Regions from separate parts of the Zea mays genome. Here regions 2 and 3 are each linked to region 1. Evidence: chromatin contacts called from public Hi-C data. All regions are on one chromosome and are shown on one strand. Each heading gives the region's core, a stretch centred on a gene start, on an enhancer-like site or on the middle of the called end of the contact. The rest is flanking DNA. Distances are from core to core; before and after follow the strand shown. Region 1 holds the start of LOC100193969 (sirohydrochlorin ferrochelatase). Region 2 holds the start of LOC100285772. Region 3 holds the start of LOC100274087 (RecQ-mediated genome instability protein 1).

Evidence for each region. Hi-C and Micro-C count contacts between places; a contact is called where the count stands out from the background.
Region 2: a contact with region 1 is called in a Hi-C map of leaf, with 4 times the contacts expected there. The contact joins the promoter of LOC100285772 here to the promoter of LOC100193969 in region 1. A contact is called at or near these places in 3 of 25 Hi-C or Micro-C datasets (endosperm and leaf) and 1 of 3 datasets of contacts at active chromatin or transcription factors (leaf).
Region 3: a contact with region 1 is called in a Hi-C map of leaf, with 3 times the contacts expected there. The contact joins the promoter of LOC100274087 here to the promoter of LOC100193969 in region 1. A contact is called at or near these places in 7 of 25 Hi-C or Micro-C datasets (bundle sheath, endosperm, leaf and 1 more).

The regions. Positions count from the first base shown.
Region 1 is chr2:70,562,698-70,566,487 of Zm-B73-REFERENCE-NAM-5.0, reverse strand. LOC100193969 (sirohydrochlorin ferrochelatase) reads left to right here and starts at 2,028. Exons shown (of 7, transcript NM_001139037.1): 1 at 2,028-2,222; 2 at 2,549-2,818; 3 at 2,915-3,117; 4 at 3,202-3,263. The coding sequence starts at 2,754.
Region 2 is chr2:70,204,147-70,207,936 of Zm-B73-REFERENCE-NAM-5.0, reverse strand. LOC100285772 reads left to right here and starts at 2,068. Exons shown (of 4, transcript NM_001158662.1): 1 at 2,068-2,301; 2 at 2,596-2,756; 3 at 2,847-2,914; 4 at 2,992-3,790. The coding sequence starts at 2,228.
Region 3 is chr2:70,866,435-70,870,224 of Zm-B73-REFERENCE-NAM-5.0, reverse strand. LOC100274087 (RecQ-mediated genome instability protein 1) reads right to left here and starts at 1,622. Exons shown (of 9, transcript NM_001148466.1): 1 at 858-1,622. The coding sequence starts at 1,604.

The DNA of each region.
Region 1 (3,790 bases), core at 779-3,278:
AGGCAACACAAATATCTTACTGTCCTACCTTCTGAACAAATTAATTTGTGCACCAGCAAGCTTTGCAGGCTAAATAATCTGATTAATATAACTCGTATCACAATGTAATGCAACATCATGGCTCTATAATATAATTTGAATTGACCTAAGGAAATTTCCTAACTACATCTGCCAAAATCATGAGGGGTACGGAGCAGGACCAATATGGCTGAGGTCATCGCACCCTCGTACCTTAGGCTGCAACGAGATCAGAGAAAACATGAAAGACGTCACGGCCCTTGCCTTTCCCCACATCACAGGTAGGGGTGAGTTATTGATGAGGACGACTGCGAGGGGCGAAAGGCGAGTCCGGCAGACCCTAGGAAGAGGGGACGACGGTGAATAGGCCAGTCTGGACTATGTATGTAGGCTCGTGGGGACGGCTGCGGATGGAAGCCACGCTTCTGTTTTAGTCGTGTGTTTTAATCGCACGACCACTAGCTGTTTAATCGGACGTTCGTCTGGGTCCGAGTCCAACGCACGTTGGATGCCCCCTCGTCCTGTTTGATTGGGCTGTTCGCGAAGTCCTCAGGCAAGTCTGGAGTTGGTGCAGGTCTAGAGTATTCACGAAGAAGATATTTTGCTAGCTGCATTTCACTTCGTTGTACTGCCATGGTTCCTTTGCCGTTGATGTATCATCGGACGGCTGGAAAAAAAACACTGACGTGGACATCGTGCGCGTCGCCGTTTCGAACCGTCTTTAAAGAATAGCAATATGCAACAATACCCATGTCATATAATAATAGTAATAGTTCTAAACCAAAAATACTCAGATTAATCATATCATATAATAATATATGCTCGAAATTAAAAAGAAAATATGGAATCATACCAACTTTACAACATATATTAAAGTTACGGTGGGCGGAAAATGAATGTGTACATAATCCAGTAACAGAGGCTAAGAAGGCCATGTCTAACAATAATAAAGTCTATGTAGTTATACTTCCAGACAAGCTAATCTAAGGCAACACAAATATCTTACTGTCCTACCTTCTGAACAAATTAATTTGTGCACCAGCAAGCTTTGCAGGCTAAATAATCTGATTAATATAACTCGTATCACAATGTAATGCAACATCATGGCTCTATAATATAATTTGAATTGACCTAAGGAAATTTCCTAACTACATCTGCCAAAATCATGAGGGGTACGGAGCAGGACCAATATGGCTGAGGTCATCGCACCCTCGTACCTTAGGCTGCAACGAGATCAGAGAAAACATGAAAGACGTCACGGCCCTTGCCTTTCCCCACATCACAGGTAGGGGTGAGTTATTGATGAGGACGACTGCGAGGGGCGAAAGGCGAGTCCGGCAGACCCTAGGAAGAGGGGACGACGGTGAATAGGCCAGTCTGGACTATGTATGTAGGCTCGTGGGGACGGCTGCGGATGGAAGCCACGCTTCTGTTTTAGTCGTGTGTTTTAATCGCACGACCACTAGCTGTTTAATCGGACGTTCGTCTGGGTCCGGGTCCAACGCACGTTGGATGCCCCCTCGTCCTGTTTGATTGGGCTGTTCGCGAAGTCCTCAGGCAAGTCTGGAGTTGGTGCAGGTCTAGAGTATTCACGAAGAAGATATTTTGCTAGCTGCATTTCACTTCGTTGTACTGCCATGGTTCCTTTGCCGTTGATGTATCATCGGACGGCTGGAAAAAAAACACTGACGTGGACATCGTGCGCGTCGCCGTTTCGAACCGTCTTTAAAGAATAGGAAATGCCAGCTATGCGGCGAGCCAGAGTTGAGCGGCGTACAGATTTCTTGCCCAAAAGTGTCCGGCCACTAGCTGCCAATATAATAAAATAAGGTTATGTTTTAAATAACCCTCTAAGTGATATTTTGTCTGAAAGACAATGTTTAAGAATGGTGGATCAGCCACGTTTATATAATGGCATTTGGGTGAAACCCAGTTCCCATAATGACATAAATCCAAATTCTTTACAGCAGTCCCGCCGCCACTCACCAAATTGGCCGCCAGGGCTCCGTCCTCTAGCGGCTCCGTCCGGTGGTCCGGCCAGCTGCCTAGCTCCCTCCGACGGTCCGGCCAGCACCGCCTCCTGCTCGCGGCCTTGCCCAGCTCCTCCGCCCTCCGGTGAGACGTAGATCTTGGTGCGGCAGGGCGCTACGGGGGCGGGGTGGTGCTGTTGTGCGTGTGCTGGTGGCCTGGTGCTAGCAACCGAGGTACACGCTCCCAGCTCCCCATGGCCCCACTTGATTTTGCCTGTTTACACGCTCTGTTGTTATTTTGCAATTTCATAGCACTGTCAGCTATTGGGCTAGGGGCAAAGTCATAAATGCCGCTACCGCACTTCGAAGTGCACTTACATCTTCTGATAGTCCCATTCATCTATTATATTTTTGTTTCTTTCTTTATAGTTTTATGTTTTAATTAGCTTACATCATCAGTGTTTTGTCTGTCTGTAATAATTTCAACTGTTTCTAAGCTCACATTTCATCATCACAAGCCTATTATGAATCTGATGCTAGTTAACTGCTGAAAGGTACAGTACTATGGATCACGAATGATGTATTGTATGCAATTCGGCCCGGAGCGTCACTAAATCCTGGATCCGCATTGGCCGCAGGGCCAGTGGCCAGTGTCCAGCCTGCCAGCTCAGCCCGGCGGCAAGCGCCCAGCGGCTGGCTCGGGCAGCGGCCAGTGGCGAGCAGCCGACTCGTTTCTTCGGCGTTCTCCGCCACTGCCCCCCAGCTATGCACCCTGTTCCAGTCCCCTCCCAGCCCTTTACCGCAACTCCTGCAAAAAAACTTGTTTCAAGGTGATCCATTTATCTAACCTCTTGGCAAATTGTGCGGTCTGCTATTGCTCCTGTGTCTCTGCTTCTCATAACATATCTGTTTTTTCTTGGCATTAGGAGCACTGCTGTGAGGAAGGCCATCCATTTTGTCAACCTGTGGACAGCTGGAAGGTCTAGTGGAAACCTGGCTATGAACTCCGTACCAAAACCCGCCCCTGGGTCCGAAACATCTGGGAGGGAGGATTTTGCTGTGGGGGATAAGGATGCTGTGGTCATTGTTGATCATGGGTCAAGACGCCAAGAATCCAATCTCATGCTAAGTAATAAACCTGATTTTTGCAAGGCATATCTTTTGCAATCATGGTGCTCTTATTGTGTCTTGATTTGTGTATTAACAAATGCAGATGACTTTGTTGAGATGTTCCGGGCGAAGACTAGCTATAGGATTGTTGAGCCTGCTCATATGGTATTTTTTTTGTCGCTCCAGCCTTTTTATACCTTCTGTTTTTTCTTTGTGAGAAAGGAAAACATTTAATTTATTAATGCACTTAAAGCTTCTAGAACCATCCATGCTTTTTGTACAAATCAGTACCGTGCCTGTCCGATTGAGAAATTTGGACCAACATGTTTTAAATATTAACACGTTTTCCTTTATCATTACTAATTTGGGTATTCTATGCTTAGTCCAAGTCTGACTCTGCTTTCGAGCTATGCATTGCACCTTATATTGTTCAATGGCAGCTCATTCATTCAGAATTATCATGATTGATTTTGTTCAGTATCCTATGCAGTTTGTTTGTATTTAATTGCTGAAATTTGTACTTGTCTCTGGATATCCTGGACTTAAACTCTCAAAGGGCATTAGAAGGATGATTCCACCTTATTGAATCAAATGGATAAAGTAGTTATGGAATATAGAATCCGTCCTCATTTCACTTATATTGTTTTTTAAGGAAATACAGCAGGGGAAAACCCCTATTATGCTAGATATAT
Region 2 (3,790 bases), core at 819-3,318, 360 kb after region 1:
GCACCTCTATATGGTAGGCCTACATAGTCTGGGGGCAGGCAGATCTCTCTAGTCGATCTATCAATAAAACATGTGGCGTATATATATATGGTCATACTGGCCGTCTATAGCTATATTACTTGGATGATTTAGTTTTGTTAGGAAAGGAAAGGGTTAGTCAGAATACATGGTTCAGAGATCGCCAAAATCACGGACACGGAGCTTGCTTGGGTACGGTGACTACCGCGGGCTTCTTGCAGAGGAGAAATAAAGGGCAAGGATCCACACGCCCTCAAATACCATCGATCGACTTGATTAATTTACTACTCATGGTTGAAATGGTAGCTAGCAAAACATATATAAAAGCGACGAATAGTAGCTTACCTTTTGGGGTTGGCGTGTCACCAGCACCGATCACCGCCTAACCACAAAATATGTATGTATATTCTCGAAATTGCCGTGGAGGTATTTTCTGAAGCAGACGTACGCTCGTCACGCAGATCATCTGATCTTGTAAAAGCCAATGTACATCATGGCAGTTACTGTCACTGGCTCACTCCCATGTAAAATAAACAAAGTCCTGTATAAGGGTATAGTTTTACAAACTAAGGTTATCTCCCGCCATTATTACCCCTCCTAAATCCACTCTATTTGTACTTTCTATTTATATTTAAATCTCTCCCCTCAACTAATCCCCCTATTCTACTCATTTCCAATCATCCCCCTATTCTACTCTTCAATCCTTTAACTGATATATTTTGTCTTTTATACATCACTATTTAGAGTTTTAAAAAATACTATCATATACTAAAAAAATTAATTATGCCATTAAATAGACTAATTAGTGGAAGCCCCTTGCTCACCGGGCCCCCCGATCCGGATCCATTGGAGAACGCCAGGGCATTCGACATTTCGACCTCGAGCAAACAGGGGGAGCGGTCCGGGAGACAGCCGGAGGTGGTCTAAGGCCGGCAGCACTATCGACTGTGCTATTGACCATAGTCGGTTCTTATCTATCGTAGCATTCTAGTGCAATCTTTACCGTCACTCTACAGGCATCTCAGTGTCACTTAAACTTTTTCTCTTGTAGACTTCTATTTGAAATGAAACACACGTTTAATTAGAAATAAAAATCTATCTAGCACATACCTTCCAAATGACGCGAACCAATTTGAAGTTGCCACATTGGGAGTTGTCCACTATAAACAAATTGTATATTGTTTAACTATATCTCTTAACCATTATATCTATTAAAAAACTGATTTGGCATGTATGTTCCTGATTTTTTACAAATAAATAAAATTGTTAATTTCATTTTTAAAAATATTAAAAATATTTTTATTTCATTTAATATAACACTTAATTATTTTAATCCTATTTTAGTTTTAATTTATTGTGTATGTTTATTAATATAACAAACTTCGATAAGCAACAAAAGTAGAGTCAAATATGCTTTTAAATTTGTACTATAGACCATATTTGGCACAACTTATTTTTAGTTTTTTTAAAAATTTAAGCAGAAGCTCTGTCAAACAGGCAGCTTCTGCAACAGCTTATCAGTTCAGCTAACAAGCAGAAACTACTTTTCATTAGCTTCTTAGATAAGCTGCTTTTTAACAAACATTAGCTATGCCAAACATGACATAATTGCTTTTTTCAAAGTAGCTATGAACAACTAAACTTCTTTGATTTAGCTTCTATTTTACTAAAGTAGAAACAGGTTTTAAAATCATATCAAACACCCTGCAGGATTGAAGGGGATTAGAGAGAAAATTAGTTAATTTTTACCTCAATCTCCTTCAACCTTGAAGGGGATCTAATGTTTTCAAAGTAGCCCTTAGTAAGGTTGTAGCGGGTTAAAATATCATGGGCTCTTGATTTGATCCTGAAAAAGTACCACCTCCAAATAGTTTCTCGACTAAAAAAACTCGTAATTCAGCAAATGAAGCACGAGGAGCAACAGCAAGAATACAAAAAACATATACCGGAATCAATTATTATTATCCAATTAAACGGCGGGGCAGCATCGCGACTAAATCTAACCCTCCATTATATATACAAATATCCAAGCTATTCCGGCAGAGAGGAGCGCATCGCATCAGCGTCACCAATACCACGCGAGCCGTCCCCCCCTCCTTGTCCATCCCCGGCCGGCACGACGAACCGCCTGAGGAGGGAGCAATAGCTCGGGGCTCTCGCTCTTGGCTGCGTGTCTGAAGCTGTTGATGCGAGTGAAGGCTCGGTTTCCATGGCTCTCATGGCGGCGGGGATGGACGACCACGACGAGTACGCCAAGCTCGTCAGGAGGATGAACCCGCCCAGGTGATTCCTCCATCATCTTCTTCGGTTCTTTGCCCTCAATTCCTCAGGTGTCATCTTCATAGGGTTCTTTATTACTCATTCGTACTACATAGATAGCTGTTGTCATCTCCTTTTCAACCTTTGGTTGAGCGATTCTTGTCCGAGTATCTTCAGTTTCTTGTTTTACCGAATCCATTCCGATTTGTGCAATTGGTTTGCTTCTTGGTATGCTTAAGCCAAGAACAGAGTAGCATGGTCCTCTGTTTTGGTTGGATGTCTCGCTGCTCCGATTGATTACTGACAAGAAAATCGCAGGGTTGTGATCGACAACGAGGCCTCCGACGACGCCACCGTGATTAAGGTAGACAGCGTCAACAGCCACGGCACGCTGCTCGCCGTCGTCCAGGTCATCGCCGACCTCAACCTCGTCATCCGGAAGGCATACTTCTCCTCCGATGGAAACTGGTTCATGGATGGTCAGTTAGTACCCAAATCCTTCTTCGCCTTGTTATTTTTGCTACTCCATAGATGTCTGAATCTTTCTTTTTTTCATCTTTGTCCTTCAGCGTTCAATGTCACCGACCGTGACGGCAACAAGGTTCTGGACGCCTCAACCATCTCCTACATCCAGAAGGTAATCGACGGGTTCCAGAATGTTCTGGGTTCCTGAATGATTTGATTCTGACCCAGTTACCGTACTGTTCCTCGCAGACGCTGGAGGTGGACGACTGGTACTACCCGGGGGCGCACAACACGGTGGGCATCGTGCCGTCGGGGGACTACACCTCCATCGAGCTCACGGGCACGGACCGCCCGGGCCTGCTCTCCGAGGTGTGCGCGGTGCTCGCGGCCATGGGCTACGCGGTCCAGAGCGCGGAGCTGTGGACGCACAACACGCGCGTGGCCGCCGTTGTGCACGTCACGGACGCCGAGACTGGCGGCGCCATCGAGGACTCCGCCCGCATCGCCGACATCAGCGCGCGCTTGGGCAACCTGCTGCGCGAGCACAGCGACGTGCGCGCTGGCGGCGGCGCGGGCAGCCTGGCACTCCACAAGGAGCGGCGGCTGCACCAGATGATGTTCGACGATCGGGGAGTGGAAGGCCACGCCGCGGCCGCGCCGCCCGACGGCTCGCTGCGGACGGAGGTGTCCGTGACGCATGCCGAGCGCGGGTACACCGCCGTTGTGGTCCGGTGCCGGGACCGGCCCAAGCTGCTGTTCGACACCGTGTGCACCATCACGGACATGGAGTACGTGGTGCACCACGGCACCGTGAGCGCGGAGCCCGGCGGCGGCGCGTACCAGGAGTACTACATCCGCCACGTCGACGGCCACGCCATCCGGTGCGAGGACGAGCAGCAGCGCCTCGTGCGGTGCCTGGCTGCCGCCATCGAGCGACGCACCGCCGACGGACTTGAGCTGGAGGTGCGGACGGGAGACCGCGCGGGCCTGCTCTCGGACATCACCCGCATCTTCCGGGAGAACGGGCTCACCATTCGCCGCGCCGAGA
Region 3 (3,790 bases), core at 373-2,872, 300 kb before region 1:
ACAAGATAAGGAATCTAAAAAAACTCGACCGATAGGGGAAAGACCGCCCCCACGGTATTAAATTAAGAAGAAGCTCAATTAGAGCCTCGACCGAGAAAGGTCACGAAAGCTGGCCCCTCATGCAACATGAGGGTCCGCCCCCTATTGACCAGATTTTTACTAGTGCTTTGAGCCCTCTCAGCCCCTACACAAGGATCCGCCTCCATAGGTCAGTCCATCTCGTGTGCACACGACCAGAGGAAGCAACGAGTGACATTTTTTAACCTCGGCCTGAAATTCGCCCCCACTAGGGTTCAAACTCAGGACCTAAGGAGTGCTACTCAGACCACCTAACCCACTCGTCAAGAGGCCCTTTCACTCAAGATAAGGACTCTATCCTGAATTAATCTATAATCGTGAACCGTTCAGGCTACTCCTGCGCACTGTCAAGGTCACAAGGCCAGACCGTCCATGTGCCAAATTTAGTGTCCAACACTCTGTTTTCTTTCTAATTATTTACTCGATTCAGAAGAAGAAGAAATAGTATGGCATAGGGTGAGGAACCGAGTGGAATGGACAGAGAACTGCTTTGAATTTCATCATAAATTTGAAGATGATTTAAGCATGTGAAGTTGATTCACCATTTTGATCACCAATGAGAAGCAATTTCATAGCAAGAACTTGAATATTGCTATAACACCTCGTTTTCTCGATCAATACATTCTACACCAATCAGAAGTATCCACAAATTTTTCGGGGATTTAATAATTAGTTAAATCACAATAGGAGCATAGAAACAGTATGGATCTCAAGTGTAAATAGCTCAGCAGGGCAAAGTAAGATGCCATTTTCACAAATTAGATTATGCAATGTCAAACCTGAAGCACGAAGGGGCCATCAAGGAACTCAGCGTGCATGCCCCCGACGCCCTCCGGCAGCACCCCAGCACCGCAAGAGTTCATATCGGCGAAGAGAAACTGCTCGAAGCACCGCCTGGCCTGCGCCTCAACACCACCGAGGCCGTCGAAGCCGGGAATCCCCGCAGCGCAGGACTCGAGCCAGTCCGGCCGCAGAAGCAACCCGAGCCGCCGCAGGAACTCGTCCACCGGGCGCAACCGGCCGCTCAGCGGGGACGGGTGCGGAGGCGCTATTGAGGCCGGGGTCCGCGCCGAAGGCGGAGTCGGGGTCGGGGTCCGCGCCGAAGGCGGAGTCGGGGTCGGGGTCCGTGCCGAAGGTGGAGTCGGGATTGGGGTCTGGGACGGGGTAGTGATAGGAGGGGGAGGGGAAGGGGGAGCGGGAGCGGGAGCATGGAGCGCGGGAGGAGCTGGCGGGGAGAAGACCTCAGGGGCGTCAACGATGGGAGAGTCCCCGTCAGGGTCCACGATCTCGTCGACGTCCTCGTCGTCATCGGAGATGACGAAGGGGGCAGAAGATAGCGAGAGTGACGGGAAGGGGACTGGTAGGGGGCTGAGGTTTTGGGGCGAGGGCCGGCCGACGCTTCCGCTGCCGCTTACGCCGCCGCTAGCGACGGAAGCTGAAACTGAGGCGGGGGTTGTGGCGGTGGTCATGCCCTCGCCGTCGTCCTCGTCGGAATCAGAATGCACAATTAGGTTCCGGCGCCTCATTTTTTGGGAAGGAAGTTTTTGGCGGTCGTTTCATATGGAAACCAAATGAGCGAAGGGTTTTGGGAGAATTTTTGGTGGTTTCCCTCCGAGGCTTCGAACCGTCGAACGTGGGGAGGTCGGAGGAGGACGCCGATAAGGAACTGAGAAATGAGGATGACGTGTAGGGTTAAGGGTTTAGGGTCGCTGGTTTCGGCTCAATTAGAGTACTAGTCGATAGAGCGCGCGTGTTATATTAGCTAGAGATATATACAAAGTCTTATATACCACTACAGTAGAACAATTAATTAGTATGATTATAGATTTATAAAAGGTTAAGGAGTAAATTTACATCCAAAAGGTTAAATAGTATCATTTTGATCTTTACTAATCGGTTGCTCGTACGTTGCGACGGCTTACAACAATATCCACGTAAACTATTCACCAAAAAAATCAAGATTTTTTATTGATTGTCTCTGCTCTCCGTATAATATTTTACTTAATTTGGCTAACTGATGTTATTGTTTACTCCATGCAATATGACATGTGACAACACGACCAATGAAGTGAGCGATTAGAAAAGAGTTCACAACGATTGACTGAACGAACAGAGATTATAAAATGACATAATTTCACCATACAAAAACCAAATAAGAGAGTTTGTGAGCTCAAGTTTCTAAAATAAGTCACATGAACTCAAACTTATAAAAAAATGGATCAAAATATGGAGTGATTGCTAAAGTCAGGGAGCAATAAAAACTGGATGCGCTCCATATAAATTATGCTACTACGTAGCAGTTACTGACGTTTAAAACAAACAAATAATCTTTCATTTTACTGTTAGTGTGACAAATCATTGTTGCTCCATCCAATTCATCAACCTCAAACATCATGGAGTCCATTGCGCCAATGTGGTATCAGAAACGACCTAATACTTGTAAGAGCCAAAAACGTCGTGTCGTGCTTGGGCTGTAGCCTGGGCCCGTAGTGCTGGTCCGGCCCGACACGATTATATTTTTTATTTTACAGAAAAATGTATATACATATATACAATTTATATTCAATATTAAAAACATCTGAGCATAATGTTCTATTGATTAGACAACTTCACCCAGTGTATCCCGCCCTTCTTCCATCAGGGTATGGGTTCAGACCCCACTGTCGGTGTTTGGGACCCGACCGCGCACCCAGGGTTACCCCTCGAGATGCTTTTGGGTAGGACGGTGTTACCGACTGTAGCTCGATGGTTCGTGCTAGGTGCACGAGAGATAATTTTCTACAGGTTCGGGCCGCTTAGAGAGGCGTAACACCCTACTTCCTGGTGTGGATCTTTATGTGGTGGGTTACAGTGTGATTCTCTAGTATGAAGGATGCTAGAGAATGGAGTAGATGGCTGATGAATGAGCTGTCTTTTGATGGGGTGCCCCCTAGGCCTTATATACTCGACCGTGGGGCATTACATGTGGGTATGATAACAACGTGCACCTAAGTAATAGTGAACCGACTGAACTTATCTTCCTATAATCCTGTCGACTTATCCTCATTTAGTTCCGACGTCTGAGGGCGCTGCGCGGGAGAATCAGATCAATGCTATGGATAACACTTAGATCCAATGAGTCGTCTGGGCCCGAGTCCATCCAATCTTGCGTCAATCCATTCCGCCAGCAGTTCCTTCCCTGGCCTACGAAGGGATGACCTTGTGAAATAATGGGCTCAAAGCCTTTCGCGAGGCCTTCTAGCCTTCTAGTGGACCCGGGGGATATCTGTCTTCCACAAGCCCCCAATCTTTGAGTTGATTTTGGAAATAATCGGCCCAAAGATTCTAGGTCCAGCTTGCGGTTTGTGATTTTGGTAATGGATGCTCTGAAAAATACACCTATTGAATCGTTGATTCTAACTCTGAGCAATTCAGTAAAAACAATCTTATATTATCCTTTTTTGGCACATTCAACGGTCTTTGCCTTATACTTCAGGAATCGGTGCTTTGTTACTGGCTTATGCTTTGGAGATCAGCATTTTGTCCTTTGGGGTTGAGGATTAATTGGGTGCACCGGAGGTGCACCCAATGGGTGTAGCCCCTGAGCTTTAAGTGAATTACTGAAAATAATCCACTCAAAGGTCTTCATCTCATGCTTTTTTAGAAGTCATTGTTTTATCTTCGTTTCATGCCTTAGAAATCAGCATTTTATCGTTGGTTCGTGCTTTAGAGA